7 separate regions of the Mus musculus genome follow, and regions 1, 2, 3, 4, 6 and 7 are each linked to region 5. A link is a contact called in public Hi-C, HiChIP or PLAC-seq and promoter capture Hi-C data. All regions are on one chromosome and are shown on one strand. The core of a region is the stretch at or near the end of the contact, and the rest is flanking DNA. Distances in the headings are between cores, read along the strand shown.

Region 1 (2,700 bases), core at 98-2,597, 490 kb after region 5:
TGAGTCACACCACACACAGACATGAATTATGTATCTCTAACACGAGACCTGTTACCACTTCAAAACTTGGGTACTGATCTCTAGCAGGCAAGAGCACTCCTGAGGGAATCCGGACCTGTTCATGACAATGACTAGCTCTGAGCCCTTTCTCACTAAGGAGATCAGACCATCACTTTGCCCCACTGTAGACCTGGCATGTCAGGCTGTGGACTGTGTCTCGATTGTTTGGAACACTCACTGACTGTTCAGATTCCACTTAGAAGATAGGACGAGGAACCCAACACATCTTACTTCAACTGTCCCTTGGGTTTCATCAGTAAAAGGAATCATATGCCCATGTGTTGCTATTTGCTAGCTAATACACTGCTTGCAATGAAAAATACTCAGTGACAACCATGGCTAACTTCACCAACAAGGGTAACGAAATAAAAGCTCTCCCCTTACTTACTGACAATTTAATAAATTATAGCACATCTTAGGTGAATTGGCCAAATCACCCACAAGCACCTCTGAGGGAAACGACCGGCAGTGACTCTTTGTCAGCCTTGGTGTGCGTTCCTATTGCCTTTGTGCATGAGGAAAGGCAGTCTCTTCCCCGGCAAATGAAACAATCTTTAGAGCTAGAAGTGAGGGCACCTGGGAGGCCCAACAGATGGGAGTCTAGATTGGATAACTGCTCACCAATCCAACTAGATCCTATTTCTTAGGGAGGCCAAATAGGAGCCACAGATACTTGTCAATAAATAAGGAACAGCCAAAGCGGACGCCAGTCAAAGGAGAGATGTTCTCATAATAAAGTCACCACAGGGAGTACGGGGATGGCTCCGCTGCTAAGAGAACTGGCTGCTCACCCAGGTTTGGTTCTCAGTTCCCCGTGACAGTTCACAGCCACAACTTTAACTCTGGTTCCAAAGGATCCAATGCTCCCTGGGCACCAGGGATGCACAAGGGGCACTTGAAGATATGCAAACATCCATCCATACATGTACATAAAAATAAATCTTCTACACAACCAAACCAACAATCTTTACAATTGGAGGTGAAGGGAACTTTTTGTTTTTAATATTTTTACAGGGCTAGAGAAATAGCCCCATGGTTAAGAGCAGCGAACTTGAGCTCAATTCCCAGCACCCACATTAAGCAGCTCACAACCACTTTCAACTCCAGCTGCAGGGGATCCAAATTCTAAGCCTCCAGAGGTACCTGCCCACACCCAGGCACACGTGTGCACATGTAGTTAGAAATTAATAAAAACAAATCTTAACATGACTAGAAAGGGAGCAGAGAGCAGCAGATAGGACCTCTGGGGAATAACAGATAAAGTTGCCAGTGACTCATCAGAGAGAAGGAAGGAAGAGAGGCAGCCTTCCGCCGCTCTGACGGGTGAGCAATGACAACTCTCCCAGTCTATAGTTAGTGCAGAACTAACTCAGCCTTAGAGTGGGAGGGAAAGTGGGAGGCAGTGGGAGGGAAGGAAAAGGGAGGCAGCCATCAGTCTCAGCTGGAATTAAGGCAGCTCTGCTAGATGTTTTCTAAACATCTAGTTCACTGAACGTGGCATGCACTGCCATGATGAGTGAGGGGTTGGGTAGCATCTTAGTCCTTCCCCTGTCAGAGGCTATTTTTACTATTGTTACTGATATTATTATTACATGGTGTGTGTGTGTGTGTGTGTGTGTGTGTGCGTGTGTGTGTGTTCCAGGCCTGTTTGTATGTTCACCACCTGTGGTGCCTACAGAGGCCTGAAGAGGGCATCAGATCCCCTGGAACTGGGGTTAGACTGTTGGGTGCCACCCTATGTGCTGGGAACCAAACCCAGGTCCTCTGCAAGAGCAGTGAGTGGCTCCCCAGCGGCAGCTGTGACTTTACAGTTACAGAGGACTACATCGAGTTCCCTTCTCTCCTCAGAGTCTTAGGAACGATCGCATCACCTGAGGGAGGGAGTGTCTCTCTTCCAGAACAGACAGAACAAAAGGTTTTCGCCGTTTTACATCTCATTAAAACTCTAGGTAAAAAGTTAACTTCCATAAGTGTATTTATATAAAACCTGCTGTGACAGACTTTAATAAGCACAAGTATTGGTCACATGTGTGCTCACGTGATCTACAATTGCTGCTAATCATTGCTAGTTTCACACCCCCAACCCCACCCCACCCTCAATTTAGAAACAAAAAGAGGAAGAGAAAACACTTACACCTCTAACCTGTCATATTCTCCCATGCTGATATCCCCTGAAGTTCAGATCTTTGTGACAATCTGACAAAGAGAGACAGCTAAGGAAAGCCAACACTGCTCCCACCATGTTGCTCCCATCTTTCAGACTACACCCCGAGACATCCCCACAGCCCCAAATCAGGCTACAGCATGTCTCACTGCTAACAAGAAGAGCCTCCTCGCTCTTCGCCCTCCCACTCTCAGAGCTTGTCAGGAGGAGCCCACATGAGGTTTTCGATGTACAAGCCTGTTCACACCATGCCTACAGATTTGATTGATATGAATTGGGAAAATTTTAGGCACCTGAACATTTTTAAATAATTGGAACTGAAATTTTACTTAAGGGATAGAAGTGACAAAAAAGAGCAAAGCTTCACCGTTTACATAAATGACAGAAATGACTGCTATGGGATGGAGACTTTCTACACTGCCTGTGGTGGGTGGCCCTGGGGCTGTTGGTATTTTGATGTTAATTCCACTTTCCCA
Region 2 (2,700 bases), core at 145-2,644, 290 kb after region 5:
TGTAATTTCTAGCACGTGATTTTGCCAAATAGAGAGAGCACTTAACACTCTTGTAGAATGTGTTTCGGGAAAGCTTTTTTTTTTTTTTTTTTCCCAGTAGGATTCAACCGTGGGAGAGTCCTGGGAACAGCATCAGCAGCTTCAGCGTGGATACAGGCATGGGTCCTTCTAGGACCCCATCTGGATGAGGACCAGCATGGTGATGCATTTGTGTTTGCAGCTATTGTTAATTGGTGATAGGTACCCTTTGCATGTGAAGAATCCCAACCGATTTAATTTGTATGTTTTCTCCACAGACCAGCAGTTGCGGATGACTTATGCTATCTACAATCCTGCTGTGGGATATGGTTTTCAATAGTGGAGTTGCAAAGAAATCAAGAATTTGTTTTGTTTTTTTAATTTTCCTGGCAAAATGCCTCAGATACCCTCTCACCCAGGAAGTGGTGTTCTAGAGCCATTAAGCTTGTAAGGCCGTGCAGATAGGTGCCGTGCCCACGGGTTTCAAAAGCAGGAGGGGGCCATTGAAACTGACAAACCCAAATGGATTTGGAAATAGTGGGTCAAGTGCAAAGACTTCAAGAGCAAAGAGCACATGCAAGCTGCTAGGGAAGGCCGGGAGGGAGGGGTGGGGGGGGTGGGTGTGCTTCGGTGGATAGACAAGTGTCTGAGAGTTTGGAGGCTGAAGCAAATTTGACAGGGGGTGGGGGTTGGAGACAAAGGAAGGTGATCTTAGCTGGGTTCTGTCCTAACACAATGAATTCAGACAATTCAGCCCCTGGCTATTTGACTCTGTCCTTTGCTCTGGCCCTGGGGGCGGTGGTGAGAGGAGTTGGTGGGTCTCCTCTCTGGATCCCTTTCCCGCTGGCTAAACCGCCTTTGATATCTGTGGTATCTATTGGAAAGTGTATCTTCAGTGCCTGGGGGATGTGTCTGGACCCAAGCATCCAAGCTCTGTGAAAGTTTGCAGTTTCCCGAAGTAGAAATCAGGACCTGTAAACTTGTGCCTCCAGCCTCTGCTTTAAAAGCACCGCAGACCACTCTCCACCCTGCGGTTTTCCTGGGCCACGGACCGACTTTCTTCCCGCCCGCCCCGCCGGCTCTGGTCCACGATAGGCACTGGGACAGCGTGAGGAGAGAACCCCGCAGGGCTCCGGGACCCCTTCTCAGGGATCGCGCGCGTCGCCCACACTCTCCCGGGCCCTGTAGGACCCTCCCCCCCGGAGGCCGGGCTTCGCCGACCCCTCCCCGAGCGGCGGCCGGAGGCGGGGATGCTGAGTGGCAGCGGCCGGCCTGGGCTGCGAGGTTCGGCCGCCTCCTCCCGCTGCGCCCGCCCCTCGGCCTCCGCCCCGGCGCCGCCGACCCTCGTCTGCTCCCGCCCTCGCCCCTGCGGGTCCGCCGGGGCCAGATCGAGGCTGCAGCGAGGAGGCGGCACAGAGAGCCCGGCTGGGGAAGGCTGCACGCGCCCGGGCCAGAGCGGGGCGTTAGGAGCCGGCTGCCCCGGCCAGGTAGGTGCTGCGCGGGGAGCCCGGGAGGGGGCCGGTCCCCGACAGTGCACGGGGGCGCGGAGGGACGGGCGGCGGGTGCCGGGGCAGGAAGGATCCGCTGCAGCGCCGGCCCGCCGCAGACGTGGAAGAAGTTGAGCCTGGAAGCGCTTTTTCCCGGGGAGCTGTAGTGGTCCCCTCCAGCCCCGGTCCGTACCGCGTGGGTCTCACCGGCCACAGACCTCAGCTGCATCTCAGACCTGGGCTGCATTTTTTGTGGCCAGTGCAGAGGGGTGAGGGCTGGCGAGGAGGTGGGCGGGGAGTTGGGGAACACCACATCTGGGGTGGATGAAGGACTCAGAGAGATGGGTTTGAATGCAGTCCCTACCCCCACCCGGCCGCACTTCTCTCTCAGTCTATTCGCGGTCGCGTGCTCTCTGAACTGAGAAAAGCAAAAAGAGTTTCTTCAAGTCGGCTCAACTTTTCTGTTAATTCAGGAGGTTCGGGAGTTTGTATGGAAGTAAGGGCAAAAGACTCTCATCCTCGCACCCTACCTCACTCCTGCCCGGGCAGTTTCCTGTACTCTGTGCCATGATTGTTTTTGTGCTTGTAGATTACAGCTGGTGACCTATATGGAAAAGTGGAACCACTGCCGGCGAGTGTGTGTTGGAGCCACAGGGCGGCAAGGTGTGGGGGGCTAAGTCAGAGTTCCTTCGAAGGGACTTTAATTCTCTGAACACTCTTCCTGTCCAGCTCAAAGAGAGGATGGGATAAGGAATAATTTATCTTGCTCTTTCTGATGCTCTTCTAATCATTTTTTTTAAAAACTCCCTTTCAAATTAAGAGATAGAGAACACGCATGCGATGGTTAAATATTTTAAAGACAGGGAAGATGAACATCTCTCTCTGCAATCAGGCTAATAGGGCTAGCCTGTGTTGGAACATCTGATTCTGATGAAATATTTGAAAGGTTTAAAGCAATACCAGACGATGTCATTAAAAAAAAATAGAGTGACCTGCAGTAGGTCATACAGAGCAGTGTGGCCTGTGGTCTGTGACAGCATTTTATAGCGGGAGGTGGAGCACTGTAAGCTTAAAGAGAAGAGGGTGGGAAAGGGGGCTGCTCATTTGTCTTGAACCAGTCTAGTTAGGAAGAGTGATTACACTGCAAATGAACATTTGTGAATATAATTTGAGTCATGATACATGAACCAGCCAT
Region 3 (2,700 bases), core at 16-2,515, 400 kb after region 5:
GAGGTAGGTGCTGAGCACCTTCAGCTCAAAGAACACAGCACTGGCTGGGCCATTTGACCCTTCAACAGTCAGGACACCCATTTTTCTGTAACCTGTATGTTTTATGGGGCCATCAGAGCAAGAACTTGAGAAGCCACCTCTGGTCGTATCTTTTAAGATCTGCAGACAACAGCAGCCATTGGCCTTAGAGATGGAGGCTGTGCTGTGCTTGTGCTTGTGGGGAAAGGTCCCCAGGGATCAGGGAAGTCCCTCGCTGTCCCAGGATTTGCTGGAGAACAGCTGCTCTGCGGATGGAATCCCTTGTTCCCATTAACTTAGGAGCTATCCTGAGTTGGACAGAGAACAGGTGGCTGGCCGCTGGCTGTGTCCTGATCACACTGGGTCACACCCCTTTGTCTTCATAAACTAAGACAGAATGTGGGCGCTGGTTAGAGATGCAGGTCCCCCCAGCACCTCCCTGCAGGAGCCAGGGACTGTCCTTCAAGGTAGAGGAGGGTCTTCTTCACTTTCAGAAGCAAAATCACATGCAGTTGGTTTTATCCAACTGTCTCATGCTTACAGAAGACCTGGAGGATAAAGGCCATTTTGCTAAGCCTTTTGGGGGTTCTTGTGTCTAGGGGAGATGGCAATAATGAAGAAATGGGCCAAGAAACAAATAGTTTGTCCGAAGTACATTAGATGTGCTCCCCCTAAATCAAGGTAGTAAATTGACTGATGTTTGGAGCTTATATTGTTAATTTAATATTTTATTCTTCCATACTTGGAGTTTACCAGCAGAAAAGCATCCTTTTGGTATTTTCAGTGTAAATTACCTAAGCTTTGTGCTTTGAAACCTACATGGTATTTCTTTTCTATAAAGCTGGGAGTGATTGGTGCCTCAAGTTAGGTCACAGGACCCATCCATCTTCAGTCCCTCAGAGACCAAAGCTGGAGCCGGGAGCATCCTTACAGAGTCTGCGCTAAGCAGGTTCCTCAGCTAAGACTGGGCCATCCATTTTACCAGAGCTCTGACCTGGGGCCTCTTCCTTTTGCCCCAGTGATCTGTCAGTCCTCGCCTTCCTTTGCCACTTTCTAGAGTTTTTTCTTTTCATCATCCTCTGGTCGTATCACAGAACTGGATACTGGGGAACCCTGTAGCCTCAGTAGGATGTGGAACAAAGGGATCGCTACCCACCCAAGCTGCTATTTGTGAGTACTCCCTGTGCCCCAAGCGTTATGCTAATCCCATGGTAGCAGTGAGTAATAGCTGGCTCTGTGGCTTGGATGATGTGCTGGTCATTGTCCAGATGCCCACATCTTATTCCTCGCTGCAGCCGTGGGGAGCAGGGCACTGTTCTATTCTGGGGGATGAGGAAGCCAGACGTGCAGAGGCTAAATACAAACAGCCTGTCTGAGACCACAGCTTTTGATTGGCAGAACTGAGCTGGTCTGAGGTCTGTGTATGAAGCTTTGAAAAGCACTGCACCACCCTGTCATGTGGTATGTATGCCCTTCTCCCAGTGTGGTATTGCTTGCTGAGGGCCAGAGAGCAATGTCAGAGGACACCAAGTTTGTCCTTTTCCAGTAGATTCTCTGGATGGCCTGGGGTCTCCAGGCTGATGTTAAGCTATGACCTTCCTGGTTACAGGAAAGCTTTTCTCTGTATAGCAAGTGTCTTCTCCATTCAAGTAAATTCCCCACTTGGAGTTTATCTCCCTTCTTCAGTCTGCTGATCTTTTTAAATTTGTATAGGTTATCAACAAAACACGATTGTGTTACAAGGAGAGTCAGATCTCATTGCTGAGAAGACACCTCCCTCCTAGCTTCAAAGTGGCATCTCTTAGACTAGAACTTCCCAACCTCAGCCACAGGACTCGCCGAGCGAGGGCTCTCTCAAACCCGAGGAGCCATCTCCCACATCTTTTTAAGGATTGGAGTTCCATATCAGCTAGAGAGAACCCTGGGCACAGTGTGCTTGTTGTGTGTGTCTGAGTTTATGTGAAATGGATATGCATAAAGTTGTGCTGGTCCTGAGGTCTGAGTAATGCCCTCCCAGATAAGCAACGGGGATTAAACGCATCACCTCCAAAAGATGCTCATGGGAAATGCGCACACTGAACTTGCAGTGAGCATCCATCTCTGTGACACAGACAGTGGAAAACAAACGTAAGTGACTAGAAGAAAGAGTCAAAAACCCCAGGTGGTTGGGTACTCAGTAAGATGACTGTCCTAGCGTCTTCAGGGGACGTGGGAGTGGGTGGGTAGTTAGGGAGGAAAGACAGACAGCCCTTATCTAGAAACTAACCAAATGCAATTCACGAGCCTCAATGGAGTCACAACTTTAAGAAGGGAAAACAAACTAAAAATGGAGCAGGCTTGGCAAAGTGTGGATGAGGCGTTGGATATGAATAGGCTGTTTTCTTGAGTGCATTGATTGTCTTGTAGCTATGCGAGGAAATGCCCTTATTTTAGGAGGTCTGTGCTAAAGCATTTAAGGATAAATTATTAGACACATCATTTGCAGATGGCTCAAAGAAAAAGTGTATGCATGCTTTACATACATAGGATAGGAAAAAATAAGGGAGAATGTTAGCAAAAAAATGTTGAATCTGGTGTTGGGTTTACAGCTAGCTGTTCCTTGCCTATTCTTGACTATTTACATCCGTGTTCGACATTATTGTAATATAATAATAAGGTGCAAGGTGAGTAAGGACCCTGACC
Region 4 (2,700 bases), core at 181-2,680, 320 kb after region 5:
TGTGTTTTCACACTTTCTCCTCTGAGGCTTCCCAGCCGCTGACCTCTCAACTCTCGTGCCCTCTTGGCCCGCAGGGTCAGCTTGGAGCAAATGGCTCTGAGTGTGGGGCTGGTTTAAGTATGATTCTTTCACTTTCTAGTGTTTTCAGAGTTGGATTTTTTTTTTTAGGTTAATTTGAGTTCAAATACAGACCAAAATAAAACCTTGGCCTGCTCATCTGCTATTTTTTGTACCATTGTGGAAAGCGTTTTCTCAGCCAGAGCCTGTGCGTTAGTTAGCAGCTCCCTACACTAGGACCCTCCCTGAGGGCAGGGTGGGAGCACTGGGAGCAAGGGGTAGTTGTTTGTCTCCTTGAAAACCTTAGAGTCTGAAGCCTGAAAATGGAGACATGCAGGAATTATCTTTTGACTTAGGTTATTCCCTGCCTCATCCTCATGGAGAGCTTGTGACTGTCCCTTCCTCCAAAGCTTTGCCTTGGCTATGCATTGGGAGGATAACCAGAGTTGTTACAAGGGATGGCCAGTTAGGTCGTTTAACAAGAATGTGTTAATATTTTTTTGGGGGGGGTGGAGGCTGTATTTAAAAGATTCAAGGTGGAAGACAGTTTAGGAGTTTCTCGGGTACCACAATGTCAACTTGAGTCATTCGAGGTAACTTTCCCAAGGGAGTGGGTACTGTCACTGGTTCCCTGGGGTGGCACTTGGAAGAGTTTGAGTAAATCTATGAGAAGGGTGGAGGGGCAAAGGCCACAGCTTATGATTTCCAGGGTCACTGAAAGATTTCTTTCAGACAAAAGTTTCTCTCAAGACAATTATTACTTGAGCTTGTCTCTTCTCATTGTCAAAAGAGAACTCTTGAAGTCACCAATAATTAGTAGACAGTTTGAAAAGCCATAGATCTTAGGGGACAGGAAACTTTTGTAATGGCTGAAGTAGTTACATGTGCAGACAGTTGTGTTCCATTGAGGTCACTTTTGTCTTATATGTCATTTCCTGTGCCAGGCCACCACCAGGCAAAGTCCCAAGGCTGGCCTGGGTAGCTCCGTGCTTGCTCTTCGTTCAGTCTTTGAACTTGCAGGCAGGGCACATTAAGAGACATGGTAGTCTTTTTATGATAAAGTTTACCTGGCTTTTATTTTCTTTTTGAGTTGGTATTTCACTATGTTGCAGAGGCTGGTCCCAAACTCTTGAGTCTCCAGTAATCCTCCTGCCTCAGCTTCTTGAATTGCTGAGATTACATGCACATGTGTATTACCATAATCTCTGGGCACATGGTAAAAGATCCCTGGTCTCAGATGATACTTGTTTGTATAACTAAGTCAGGATTACCTCAAGGGACCCGTGTATTTGTCTGTGTCATTCAGATGGTGGCTTCCGTTGTTTAGCTTGTTTAGTTGTCAAGTTCTAGTGAGTAACTCAGCAGTAAGCTGGGCATCCTGAAAGTTGATTCATTGTGTTTGGGATGAGGGCGTGGCACGTAGGGGTCTGGTGATACAGATACCTCTGAAACATAGAGCCAGTGAATTAATTCCTTCACATATCTCTAGAGTTCAGGGCCCATGCTACTGTTTACATAAAACCCTTCCCATCCGACACACCATAATGCACATTTGCCAAACGGCCAGTGTATGCGTGGCCCTTGCTCTCCTGTCCCCTTCTCAACTTCTCCTTTGCTCTCTGCTTTTAGGATAGGAGAGGTGGAGGAGGAGGAAACGTTTCTAGAGGTTTCTTCTTTCCAAAGCTGCTTGCCCCTGCCTCCCCTGACCCATTGCAAACCTTGAGTACTGTGAAGTCATTCCACTTGACAACACACTTGGATCCATTGTGTCTGGTTTGGTGGGGGGGGTGTGTGGGGGGGGGGGTGTACTTTTTCTTTCTTCCTTTTCTGCTTCAGTGCTAGAGAGAGAGAGAGAGAGAGAGAGAGAGAGAGAGAGAGAGATTGAATTTCCAGGGGGAAAAAACTGGGGACTGGAAAAAAATGAGAAAAAGAAAAAGACAAGAATCCAACTTTTATCCAATATCATACTGCCATTCTCAAGTTCCCAGGAAGGAAACAGGGAAGAGATATGGCATCCTGAGATTGTCTGGGCAGTGTGAGGCCACACTGGGGTCAGGGTTAATTCTCTCTGCCTGCTGTCACCTCGGGCCCTTTTAGCTTTGATCTCTGGGGTGGGCACTGGATCATCTGTAAGTTTCCCAAATTCTATGGTGATTGCTACATGCAAACAGTGGCTGAGAACTCAGGTTGGCAGCTTATTCCCAAAATTATGGTTGGTCAAAAAATTCATTTGTGGTTTATTTAGCTAATGGGTACGAATTAAATTCTTGTACATGTTTAAATTTGCTTCGTATGAGGCTGTGGACCACGGCTAGGCTCATGTAATTCTTGTAGTTTAACAAGAGGACAACCAGCTTGGAGGGGAGAACCGTCATCATTATCATAAGAGGAAGGACTCAGTTGCTGGGCCTTGGGTCTTACAGATGATGCCCACCCAGCATCAGAATGGGGGTGTTGGCCTCTGCCCCACATTTACTCTAAGAGTTTCAGCTGCTGAATTGCTACATAGGTCCAGGGATTATGGGAGGGAGCGGGGCTCTTTGGAAAGTTTTTCACTGGTATGTGACACTTTTACATGGAGCTGGAGTTAGAATTCGGGGAGAAGAATCCCAGGTCTCACTTGGTTGACATCATAAGTATTTG
Region 5 (2,700 bases), core at 41-2,540:
CTGTCAGTGGGAGATGAAGAGGCAGGAGGACAGAGAGCTGGAGGAGCTATCCTGGGGTACATAGTAAGCACCTGCTTAAAAACAAAAAGGAGAGGACTATAGAAAACAATTATGGAGTAGAAGAATATGCAGAGACCACACTATCCCCAACACAAAAGCGAACAAACAACTCTTCTAAGATATTGTTTTTGGGTTTAAAAATGCCAAAATTTAAAACTTTCTGGCTATATTTTACTAAGGATAAGTAGTAGTTATCTACTTCAAAGAAAACTCTTATGTATGTTAAGAGGGAAACATATATTCAAGGATAATCTTTTTTTAAAAAGGAAAATTTTGGCCGGGCGTGGTGGCACACACCTTTAGTCCCAGCACTCGGGAGGCAGAGGCAGGCGGATTTCTGGGTTCAAGGCTAGCCTGGTTTACAAAGTGAGTTCCAGGACAGCCAGGGCTACACAGAGAAACCCTGTCTCAAAAAAAAAAAAAAAAAAAAACCACACACACACACAAAAGAATTTTTTTACTCTCACACAAATCACAAATGCAGAAATGAATACATCATGTGATTTCATCTAATTTATTAGTGAGAAACCGATAAGAAATTAAAATTGGTTATAAGGAACAATACCACAAACGCCCATCAGCCAACCGCATGGAAGTCAGTTGAGTACATCAGCAATAATTACTTTTCAAGGGTATCATTCATCCAGAGCTTCTAAAGCTGTAAAGTAACTCCCACGGACTCGGCCTCAGCCAGAGAGGGTGTGTCCTTCAGGCAGCGCACATTTTTTCTCTCTCCACCTAACAGTTATCACTCATCTCTAGACATTGAGTAAGCAAGTAGACAGTCTTAGGTGGGCATACCCCGAATGTCTTGAAATGAAACTTCACCATTTCATTTTAGATTCTGGGCAGACAGAATGAATGTGTTTGGCCCACTGATGATGGGAAGGAAGTGGCTTCATGGGTACACACTGCACAAAGGAATCTGAAACACCATCTGCACCACCTCTCTTCTCTCATCTGTAATGGTCCAAACCATTACAGGGTTTCTTCTGGGGATAAAAGGAGCGCTAACTATAGTGCTTAGCTGTCAAGTTTGCGGCTAGATTTAATCAGATAAAGGTTGTGAAACAGCTTTGGAACTTGTGGCTCTCGAGTTCATGGCTAAAATAAAGAACGGGCCTCTGGGCCTTGGAAGGACCGGCTGAGTTCGCCCGCGCGCTCTGTGCGGCTCCTCCCCCGGCCCCCGCGGGAGGCGGAGGCCGTGGACGCCGGCCCTCCCCAGCCCGCGGCCCGCCCAGGTGGATGAAATCTTGCTGGGGAGCCCGGCCGCTCAGTTCCCGATTCTGTCGGGGGTGCCCGCAGCACGGGCTCTGCAGGCTGCTAAGGATGGGCAAGCTTAGCCCGTGCACTGGCAGGAGCCGGCCTGGAGGTCCCGGGCCGCAGCTGCCACTCTTGCTGCTGCTGCTGCAGCTGCTGCTGCTGCTGCTGTCGCCGGCCCGGGCCTCCGGAGCTACCCAGCCTCCGCATGTGGTCTTCGTGCTGGCGGACGACCTGGGCTGGAACGACTTGGGTTTTCACGGCTCGGTCATCCGCACGCCGCACCTGGATGCGCTGGCGGCCGGCGGCGTGGTCCTGGACAACTACTACGTGCAGCCGCTGTGCACGCCCTCGCGGAGCCAGCTGCTCACCGGCCGCTATCAGGTACTAGGCGGCCTCCAGCCCCGCGTGACCCCGCGAGCCCGCCAGCTCAGTCGGACCGCGCTCGACAACCCTGGCTTCCCCAGGCTGCTGCCTAGGGCCACTGCGCATGCCTGACTTCCTCCTGGTGGCCGAAGGCAGGAGTGGCTTTCGTTTTCTCTAGGTCAGAGGAGAGCGGGGTTTCTGGGATCTCGAGGTGCTGTGTCTGTGAACCCCCAAAGAGAAGGATAGACGAGGTCCTGAGGAGAAAGGATGGAGAAGAAAAGGGAGGCCCAAGGAGCTCCAGAGGGCCATTAAAGTGAGAGGCTGCACTGGGACGGACCCTAGTGACTGACGCGGTGTGTCATAGATCAGGAGTGACCTACTTGAGCCAGGAGGATAGGAAGCCATGTAGATGGGAGTTTCAGAGATTAATTTAGAAACACTAAAAAGACTTGGGATTGTTGACAAGGGACGCATCACCCGAAAAGCCTTCAGTGAATGAGCGTGGGGGTGGGGTATGTGAAAGATCTTAAGCTTTCTCTCAGCCCCTGTTGTACCTGGGAGTCAGGCCACAGGTGAGATAAGGTGCACCCCAGGCTCCTATATCTTTCCTTTACTAAGTTACCCCCTTGCCTATAACTATGCATATGTCAACAACGTGGAAATTCCAGCACCCACGCTCAGATCCTCCGCTGTGCATGGCTAACAATGGAAGTCATTTCCAGGTTCTCCGTACCCCTACAATGAAAATAAGGGTGCTGATATTTCTTCTACCTTTGAGGGTGAATCCAGCCCACATGAGTCTCTTCACTGCCCCTTTAGAGAGTATGTCCCCCACAGAGTATGTGTATGTTAAATGACTGGGAACAGTAAGAACGTATCTTGTAGTGTTTTTATTGTACTGAAACGTTTTTAAAAACCACTTTATGAGGTAGTTATCTTGAACGCCCTTTACAGGCGAGGAGATAGCTTGCCTAAATTGGATGTCAGCGGGGGAGTCACACGGCTATAAATTGC
Region 6 (2,700 bases), core at 189-2,688, 420 kb after region 5:
TTTACTTACATTCTATGAGGAGGGGACACTTTTTATTCTGGATTCTAACTTTATTATATCTTTTTGGCAAAACAACTTAAACCATCTCCCTTATACTTTCTATCAGTTATTCTAATAAGTTCCTAAAATTATCTGAATCAAATCAGGAAGTCTATAAAATCATTAATTCATCTAAACAGCATTAATCCACGAAAGTGGGTCTGCAGGAAATTTGCCCAATGGGGTGGGTTAATACCCAGGAATCAATCATAACCGACTACAGGCAGAAGGGGTCTTTCTTTGCCCAATCACGCCCTGTCAGAACAATGAGGAACACAGCAATGGCAAACAAGAAGGCACATCAAGAGCAAGAGCAATCCTGGGATGCGGGCTCTGGGGTCCACCTATCCTCTCAGCCATTTTCTGTTTGTACCATTTCTTTCTATTGCCTTATTGCGGTAAGACTTCAAACACAATACTGACTAAAATTGTAGTAGACCTTTATCTCTAGCCCCTAACTCTGGATGTAATTTTCCCCCATTTCCTGTGCACGTTAGAGGTTTTTCATATAAACCCTTAGAGATGTGTTATTGTTGTTGTTTAAGATTTATTTATTTTATATGAGTACACTGTAGCTGCCTTCAGACACACCACAAGAGGGCATCAGAACTCATTACAGATGGTTGTGAGCCACCATGTGGTTGCTGGGAATTGAACTCGGGACCTCTAGAAGAACAGTCAGTGCTCTTAACCTCTCAGCCATCTCTCCAGCCCCAGATGCGTTGTTCTTTGAAGTTTAACATGAAAGGATGTTAAAGTTTGTCAAAGGTCTTTTCCATATCGGCTGAGATGGTGTAGATTTTTGTCCCTACATCTTATTTCTCTGTTGTAGTTTACATTTGTTGAACTGTCCTGGCAGCCCTGGAATTAAAACCAAGATGGCCGTGGTGTTGATGTCTTGGGTGTATGACTGTGTTGAGAACTGTGGGTCTGTGGCTTTTGTTCTCGGGCATGTTCTCATATCTGGTTTTGGTATCAGGGTTAGGGTTAGCATTCCTGACTTTTAAAACTGTAACTGTAGTGGTTGTCCCCGCTGTGCTTTGTGCGATAGTTTGAAGAGCATAGTGTTAGTTCACCCCTACAGTGGCCCAGTGATGGGCTCCTTTTGTTGGGAGACGGTCAGTCTCACTGGACATAAGAGAGCTATTTGTTTTTCTCTTCTAGATTTTCCAATCTCCTAGTGACCCTTAAATTTCACTTGCAGCTGTTATTTTTTTTTTCCTTTTGGCTTGGCTTAAGAGTTGTAGGTCTTGTTTTATTACAGAAATACCATTTACAGACTTTACAAACCACACCCACCCTTTAGGTTTAAGATTGGTACACTTTTATGATGGTGAATCAGGCAGGTCTTGATTCAGGCAAGGCTTGGAATGACAAATGACTCATCCACTTGTGAGCTCTGGAACTGACTCCATCCCCTGCATGAGACTGCTGTCCCCAGCTGTCCACACACAGTGCATTGTCCCTGTTAGCCTTTCACTTACAAAGGCCCCAATCCTTGGTCCTTGTTGCTGCTGCCATCTCTTTAGCTACCACACTAGAGCTTAGTCTGGCCATAGACTAAAACCCGCCCTCCCTTACAGCACAGGGCTGTCAGCTGACATTCTACTGGGAATCATGGTTTCCTTTCCCCTTCTTCGTGAGCTGCTTGTACTGGTGAGTGGCCAGGCCTAGGGTAAGGCCACTACCTAAAGTTGTTTCTCTAGTCCTCACTTAGGTTAGACCAGGCAGGAAACCACCTCTAAATTGTTGAAACCCTGTGACTTGTGAACATGCAGCAGTGAGGGCCAGAACAGTGCTGGCCGAGTGGGGTACGTGTGTGCTGGTGTGTGTGCAGGGCGGAGCTCACTGAAAGCCATTTAGACAGCAAAGTGCCATGACACTGGCAGTTTGTTTCTATAGAGGCGTAGACATACACCTCTCCCCTTGGCATGCAGGTCAAACAATGCTTTTCGTGGGTGTAGGTTAAGAGTTAGTCTTAAGGCTCCTGACTTTTGTCTATAACTAGGCTGAGGCCACAAGGTTCTGAGTGAATTACTTTATACCAGTGATTGGCAAGCTCTGTCAAAAGCTAGATCATAATTTGTGTTTTGCAGGCCAGGTGTTCAGAAGGAAGCATGTCTCTGTTCTAATGTGTTCTAATAAAACTTTATTATGTGTTATTATTGGGTTTGGCATGTATGTATACCGTATGCATGCTTGGTACCTATGGAGGTCAGAAGAGGCTGGCTGTCAGGTCCTCTGGACCGGTAGTGAGCTACCGTTGGGTGCTAGAACCAAACCGTGTGCTGTACAAGAGCAATATGCACTCTTCCTGCGGAGCCATCTCTTCAGACCCTTTGTAAAGCCATATTTGGCCTTAGTAAGCCTCTTAACACCAAGAAACAGGAGCAAACTCACTGGTGGAGTCACATGCCACCATACACAAACTGGCTGGAAATACTAGGTAAGCTCTCTTCCCCCTCATCTAGACTCCATACTTAAAAGTGTGCCTGGTAAAGTGACCTTGGCTATTCAGGTCAGGCTTCTATCCAAGACACTAACACTTTTCTATTGTAGAGTGGATGGCCCCGCCCAAAGCCAGCGACCATAAGGGCCCGGCAGATGCTGCAGGTTGCCTAGGCACCAAAGGCTTCACCTGTTTTCTCTTCTGTCCCTCAG
Region 7 (2,700 bases), core at 1-2,500, 350 kb after region 5:
AATATTAGTAGCAGGGGTTGGATACCCCCTTGCAGCATGCATTAGGAAAATCAAGGCAATAGGTAGTTGAATGTGTCACTAAAAAGCGATCGTTCTGTTTCTCAAAAGAGAGAGGCCTGTTCACCTCTGTCCTCTCAGGGTCCTGTGAGTGTTACAACCTTGGCAGTGAGCTTAGATCACCCTGGCAGTGAACCAGGGTCCAGTGTAGGTTCTAGTCCAGCCTAGACTGTCCAGTAGGGCCTGCTGCATGCAGAGGGTTTAGGCAGGGCATTCCTACAAATACCATCCTCTCTGTAGAAAAGCCATTGTTTTGGTTTACAGGCTTTGAGAAAGGATGTATTTTTCCTGTGATCTGTCTTGCGCTGCTGACTACCCGAGCATTACTAGGCTCTAGCAACAGCGCTGTGGGGAGGCTTGAACCTTTTAATGAGAATCACAAACACTTGTGAGTCATAAAATGAATGATTCGAGCAGCAACCTTCTCATTGGAAGGCAAGGGCTGGTTTGAAACAGATGGTGTCCTGGGCAGGCAGGGTAAATGTTTGCACCTTATCACACTGCTAATCTTTAAGTATTTGTTCCATATTTATTTAGTGGAGATGGGAGAAGCTGTGTTTTCTATTCATAAAAAAATATTTAACCAGACACAGTAGATCCCTGTAATCCTAGGTAGAGGCAGGAAAAATAACAAGACCAAGGTCATCCTTGACTACAGAGTTACAGGTTAGCCTGGGCTACTGAAGAGCCTGTCTCAAAAATATGTATGTGCATATATGTATAGTATACAGATATAGGTACATATGAATGTTAAATATGCATACATATGAATACACATATACACACACACGTGTGTGTGTGTGTGTGTGTGTGTATGTATGTATGTATGTATGTATGTATACACTTTCTGGGCTTAAATCTCTGCTTATAATTAGACGTGTAACTTTGAGTTCTTGACGTGTCTGGCGCCCTTTCCTGTGTGTTAAAGAGGCTTATGGCACAGAATGTTTGAATTGGGTGTTTATAAACCTTGCTTAGAATTTGGCTAGTGATACCATTTTAGACCTGGGATGCCAGGTGCCTGTGAACCAGGTGATGGGGTCTGGTGGGGGTTGGCAGTGAGGTCTGTGTTTGCTCATATCATCCGGGGAAGATAGGCTCAACAGGAAAATACACTCAGCCCTGTGCCGTGAGTAACCAGGGTTTTCACTCTCTTCAGAGGAACCATCTGTTTCAGTTCCCAGGACCGGGAGCCAGACCACGATGCCGACCATGCAGGGAGTCATGTGAGAACCCAGGCTAGCTAAGGGCCCCACATTTTCCATGTGTTCTGTTGACGGTTCAGTTTCCCCGTTGTGGGATGTCACCCTGGATCACTGCCGGGCTGGCTTGTTTCAGCCTGCTCTGGGGAGAAGCCAGTTCCATTTTGCAGTGCCTTGAGGAGCCAAGTCATGTTTGGCCTTGTGATTGATCTCCTATAAAAGCCCCATAAAACCAGCTCTCTCTGGGTCCTTCATGTTAGTTTTAGTTGTGGATTCATCTGAGACCAGCAGTGCCATCTCGATCAGGTCAGACGGAACTACGGATGTCTGAATTGAGTGTGGTCCCACTTCCTGTTGCCTACATTCTCTCTACACGGTAGCAGGCTTCTCTTGAGAAGGAGGAACAGTTGTAGTTTGAGGCAACTCTGGGCATCAACTCTCCTGAACATAAACCTCCTGCATTGGACACCCATGGGCTGGAGGATGGGCTGGGGGCCATGCAGCTTCGTGCCTGAGGCAGGTTTTGGAGCCTCCTGTACTCCACCTCTGTTCCTGGGGATGGCTTCTTCCTTCTCTGGTTTAGGTAGTTGAGGGAAATAAAGACAGAGGCATGTGTATCAAAACAGTCAACCATTGATTGGTTGACCCCTTTCTGGCTCTCTGACACCAGGTCCTGTGTAGGGTTGCTTGGATATGCAGGCTGAGAACCAATTCTCTCAGGCTTTCGCAGACATTCTTTGGACAAATGTCTCACCTCTCATACCTCCTTGGTAGAGAGGCAAGGTGTCCCTGCTCTGCTCTGCTCTGCTCCCTGCCCTGTGGGAATTGTGGGAAGGCTTCAAAGAGGGCAAGTTCAAGTATGTGGTTAGCATTCAGTGGACTTCTATTGGCAGCCCTTGAGGAAAAAAGTTAAAAAAAAAAAAAAAGACTTTTTGGGCTTGAATCCCTTCTTATAATTAGGTGTGTAACTTTGGCCGGGTTTTTGACACCTTGTCTGGCTTTCCCTGTTGTCTCAGGCTGCTAGGAAGGCAGTGTGGCACAACTGTATGTGTGCCTCGTGGGGTAGAGGGAACTAACGCCTAGTGAATCTTAAGAACTATGCTCATAACTGCAACACAGCACAGGAAGGAGAGGTGCCGTTACTGAAAAGTGCCCACAGTTTAAAGTCCCTTGAGTGGCCGGGCGTGGTGGCAGTGCACACCTTTAATCCCAGCACTCGGGAGGCAGAGGCAGGCGGAATTCTGAGTTCAAGGCCAGCCTGGTCTACAGAGTGAGTTCCAGGACAGCCAGGGCTATACAGAGAAACCCTGTCTCGAAAAACCAAAAAAAAAAAAAAATAATAATAATAAAAATAATAATAAAATAAAGTCTCTTGAGTATGAATCTGGCTTCCTGTGTTGCCTGTGGTACCAGGATATGCTCCCCTGCTCCAGGTACGTTA

The links. Hi-C and Micro-C count contacts between places; a contact is called where the count stands out from the background. HiChIP or PLAC-seq counts read pairs in DNA pulled down with a chosen protein or histone mark. Capture Hi-C pulls out chosen DNA fragments and counts their contacts.
Region 1: a contact with region 5 is called in a Hi-C map of bone marrow-derived macrophages, with 14 read pairs. The contact joins the enhancer-like site here to the promoter of Arsb in region 5. A contact is called at or near these places in 2 of 484 Hi-C or Micro-C datasets (bone marrow-derived macrophages and nephron progenitors), 4 of 115 datasets of contacts at active chromatin or transcription factors (astrocytes, bone marrow-derived macrophages, forebrain and 1 more) and 1 of 9 other capture datasets (macrophages).
Region 2: a promoter capture Hi-C map of adipose tissue shows a contact between it and region 5, with 6 times the contacts expected there. The contact joins the promoter of Lhfpl2 here to the promoter of Arsb in region 5. A contact is called at or near these places in 17 of 39 promoter capture datasets (the C10 cell line, cranial neural crest, embryonic stem cells and 10 more), 3 of 15 datasets of contacts at CTCF or cohesin (the NIH/3T3 cell line, large pre-B cells and pro-B cells), 30 of 484 Hi-C or Micro-C datasets (the 3T3-L1 cell line, the AML12 cell line, B cells and 21 more), 17 of 115 datasets of contacts at active chromatin or transcription factors (acute myeloid leukemia, astrocytes, bone marrow-derived macrophages and 12 more) and 4 of 9 other capture datasets (adipose tissue, liver, macrophages and 1 more).
Region 3: a contact with region 5 is called in an H3K27ac HiChIP or PLAC-seq map of microglia, with 11 times the contacts expected there. The contact joins the enhancer-like site here to the promoter of Arsb in region 5. A contact is called at or near these places in 9 of 39 promoter capture datasets (the 3T3-L1 cell line, 3T3-L1-derived adipocytes, embryonic stem cells and 6 more), 1 of 15 datasets of contacts at CTCF or cohesin (the NIH/3T3 cell line), 3 of 484 Hi-C or Micro-C datasets (LSK cells, bone marrow-derived macrophages and liver), 21 of 115 datasets of contacts at active chromatin or transcription factors (the NIH/3T3 cell line, acute myeloid leukemia, bone marrow-derived macrophages and 16 more) and 4 of 9 other capture datasets (adipose tissue, liver, macrophages and 1 more).
Region 4: a contact with region 5 is called in a FOXA1 HiChIP or PLAC-seq map of pancreatic cancer cells. The contact joins the enhancer-like site here to the promoter of Arsb in region 5. A contact is called at or near these places in 3 of 39 promoter capture datasets (cranial neural crest, hematopoietic stem and progenitor cells and second pharyngeal arch cranial neural crest), 1 of 484 Hi-C or Micro-C datasets (bone marrow-derived macrophages), 10 of 115 datasets of contacts at active chromatin or transcription factors (acute myeloid leukemia, astrocytes, bone marrow-derived macrophages and 6 more) and 3 of 9 other capture datasets (adipose tissue, liver and macrophages).
Region 6: a contact with region 5 is called in an H3K27ac HiChIP or PLAC-seq map of the NIH/3T3 cell line, with 9 times the contacts expected there. The contact joins the enhancer-like site here to the promoter of Arsb in region 5. A contact is called at or near these places in 13 of 39 promoter capture datasets (the 3T3-L1 cell line, 3T3-L1-derived adipocytes, the C10 cell line and 10 more), 1 of 15 datasets of contacts at CTCF or cohesin (pro-B cells), 22 of 484 Hi-C or Micro-C datasets (the AtT-20 cell line, B cells, the BV-2 cell line and 15 more), 13 of 115 datasets of contacts at active chromatin or transcription factors (the NIH/3T3 cell line, acute myeloid leukemia, bone marrow-derived macrophages and 10 more) and 4 of 9 other capture datasets (adipose tissue, liver, macrophages and 1 more).
Region 7: an H3K4me3 HiChIP or PLAC-seq map of bone marrow-derived macrophages shows a contact between it and region 5, with 3 times the contacts expected there. The contact joins the enhancer-like site here to the promoter of Arsb in region 5. A contact is called at or near these places in 1 of 39 promoter capture datasets (embryonic stem cells), 1 of 15 datasets of contacts at CTCF or cohesin (the NIH/3T3 cell line), 1 of 484 Hi-C or Micro-C datasets (bone marrow-derived macrophages), 10 of 115 datasets of contacts at active chromatin or transcription factors (CD8 T cells, DN3 thymocytes, acute myeloid leukemia and 6 more) and 4 of 9 other capture datasets (embryonic stem cells, liver, macrophages and 1 more).

What each region holds. Positions count from the first base shown.
Region 1 is chr13:94,262,779-94,265,478 of GRCm38.p6, forward strand. The region is part of intron 1 of Scamp1 (secretory carrier membrane protein 1); the gene reads right to left. Among named protein-coding and RNA genes, the nearest start is that of Scamp1, 21 kb to the right of the region's middle. Within about 2 kb of position 1,348, at least 42 of the 459 cell types and tissues checked have an H3K27ac peak or open chromatin away from gene starts, as enhancers often do. A contact at or near this core is called in bone marrow-derived macrophages, where this site is marked.
Region 2 is chr13:94,056,402-94,059,101 of GRCm38.p6, forward strand. It overlaps Lhfpl2 (lipoma HMGIC fusion partner-like 2), which reads left to right and starts at 1,395. Exons shown (of 4, transcript NM_172589.2): 1 at 1,395-1,505.
Region 3 is chr13:94,168,231-94,170,930 of GRCm38.p6, forward strand. The region is part of intron 2 of Lhfpl2 (lipoma HMGIC fusion partner-like 2); the gene reads left to right. Among named protein-coding and RNA genes, the nearest start is that of Lhfpl2, 110 kb to the left of the region's middle. Within about 2 kb of position 1,266, at least 27 of the 459 cell types and tissues checked have an H3K27ac peak or open chromatin away from gene starts, as enhancers often do. A contact at or near this core is called in bone marrow-derived macrophages, macrophages and microglia, where this site is marked.
Region 4 is chr13:94,089,446-94,092,145 of GRCm38.p6, forward strand. The region is part of intron 1 of Lhfpl2 (lipoma HMGIC fusion partner-like 2); the gene reads left to right. Among named protein-coding and RNA genes, the nearest start is that of Lhfpl2, 33 kb to the left of the region's middle. Within about 2 kb of position 1,431, at least 13 of the 459 cell types and tissues checked have an H3K27ac peak or open chromatin away from gene starts, as enhancers often do. A contact at or near this core is called in pancreatic cancer cells, where this site is marked.
Region 5 is chr13:93,770,389-93,773,088 of GRCm38.p6, forward strand. It overlaps Arsb (arylsulfatase B), which reads left to right and starts at 1,291. Exons shown (of 8, transcript NM_009712.3): 1 at 1,291-1,704. The coding sequence starts at 1,390.
Region 6 is chr13:94,189,148-94,191,847 of GRCm38.p6, forward strand. All of the region lies in intron 3 of Lhfpl2 (lipoma HMGIC fusion partner-like 2), which reads left to right. It overlaps LOC115488151 (a long non-coding RNA gene), which reads left to right. Exons shown (of 2, transcript XR_003950582.1): 2 at 1-455. Among named protein-coding and RNA genes, the nearest start is that of Scamp1, 95 kb to the right of the region's middle. Within about 2 kb of position 1,439, at least 47 of the 459 cell types and tissues checked have an H3K27ac peak or open chromatin away from gene starts, as enhancers often do. A contact at or near this core is called in the C2C12 cell line, the NIH/3T3 cell line, bone marrow-derived macrophages and 3 more, where this site is marked.
Region 7 is chr13:94,121,806-94,124,505 of GRCm38.p6, forward strand. All of the region lies in intron 2 of Lhfpl2 (lipoma HMGIC fusion partner-like 2), which reads left to right. Among named protein-coding and RNA genes, the nearest start is that of Lhfpl2, 65 kb to the left of the region's middle. Within about 2 kb of position 1,251, at least 37 of the 459 cell types and tissues checked have an H3K27ac peak or open chromatin away from gene starts, as enhancers often do. A contact at or near this core is called in bone marrow-derived macrophages, memory CD8 T cells, microglia and 1 more, where this site is marked.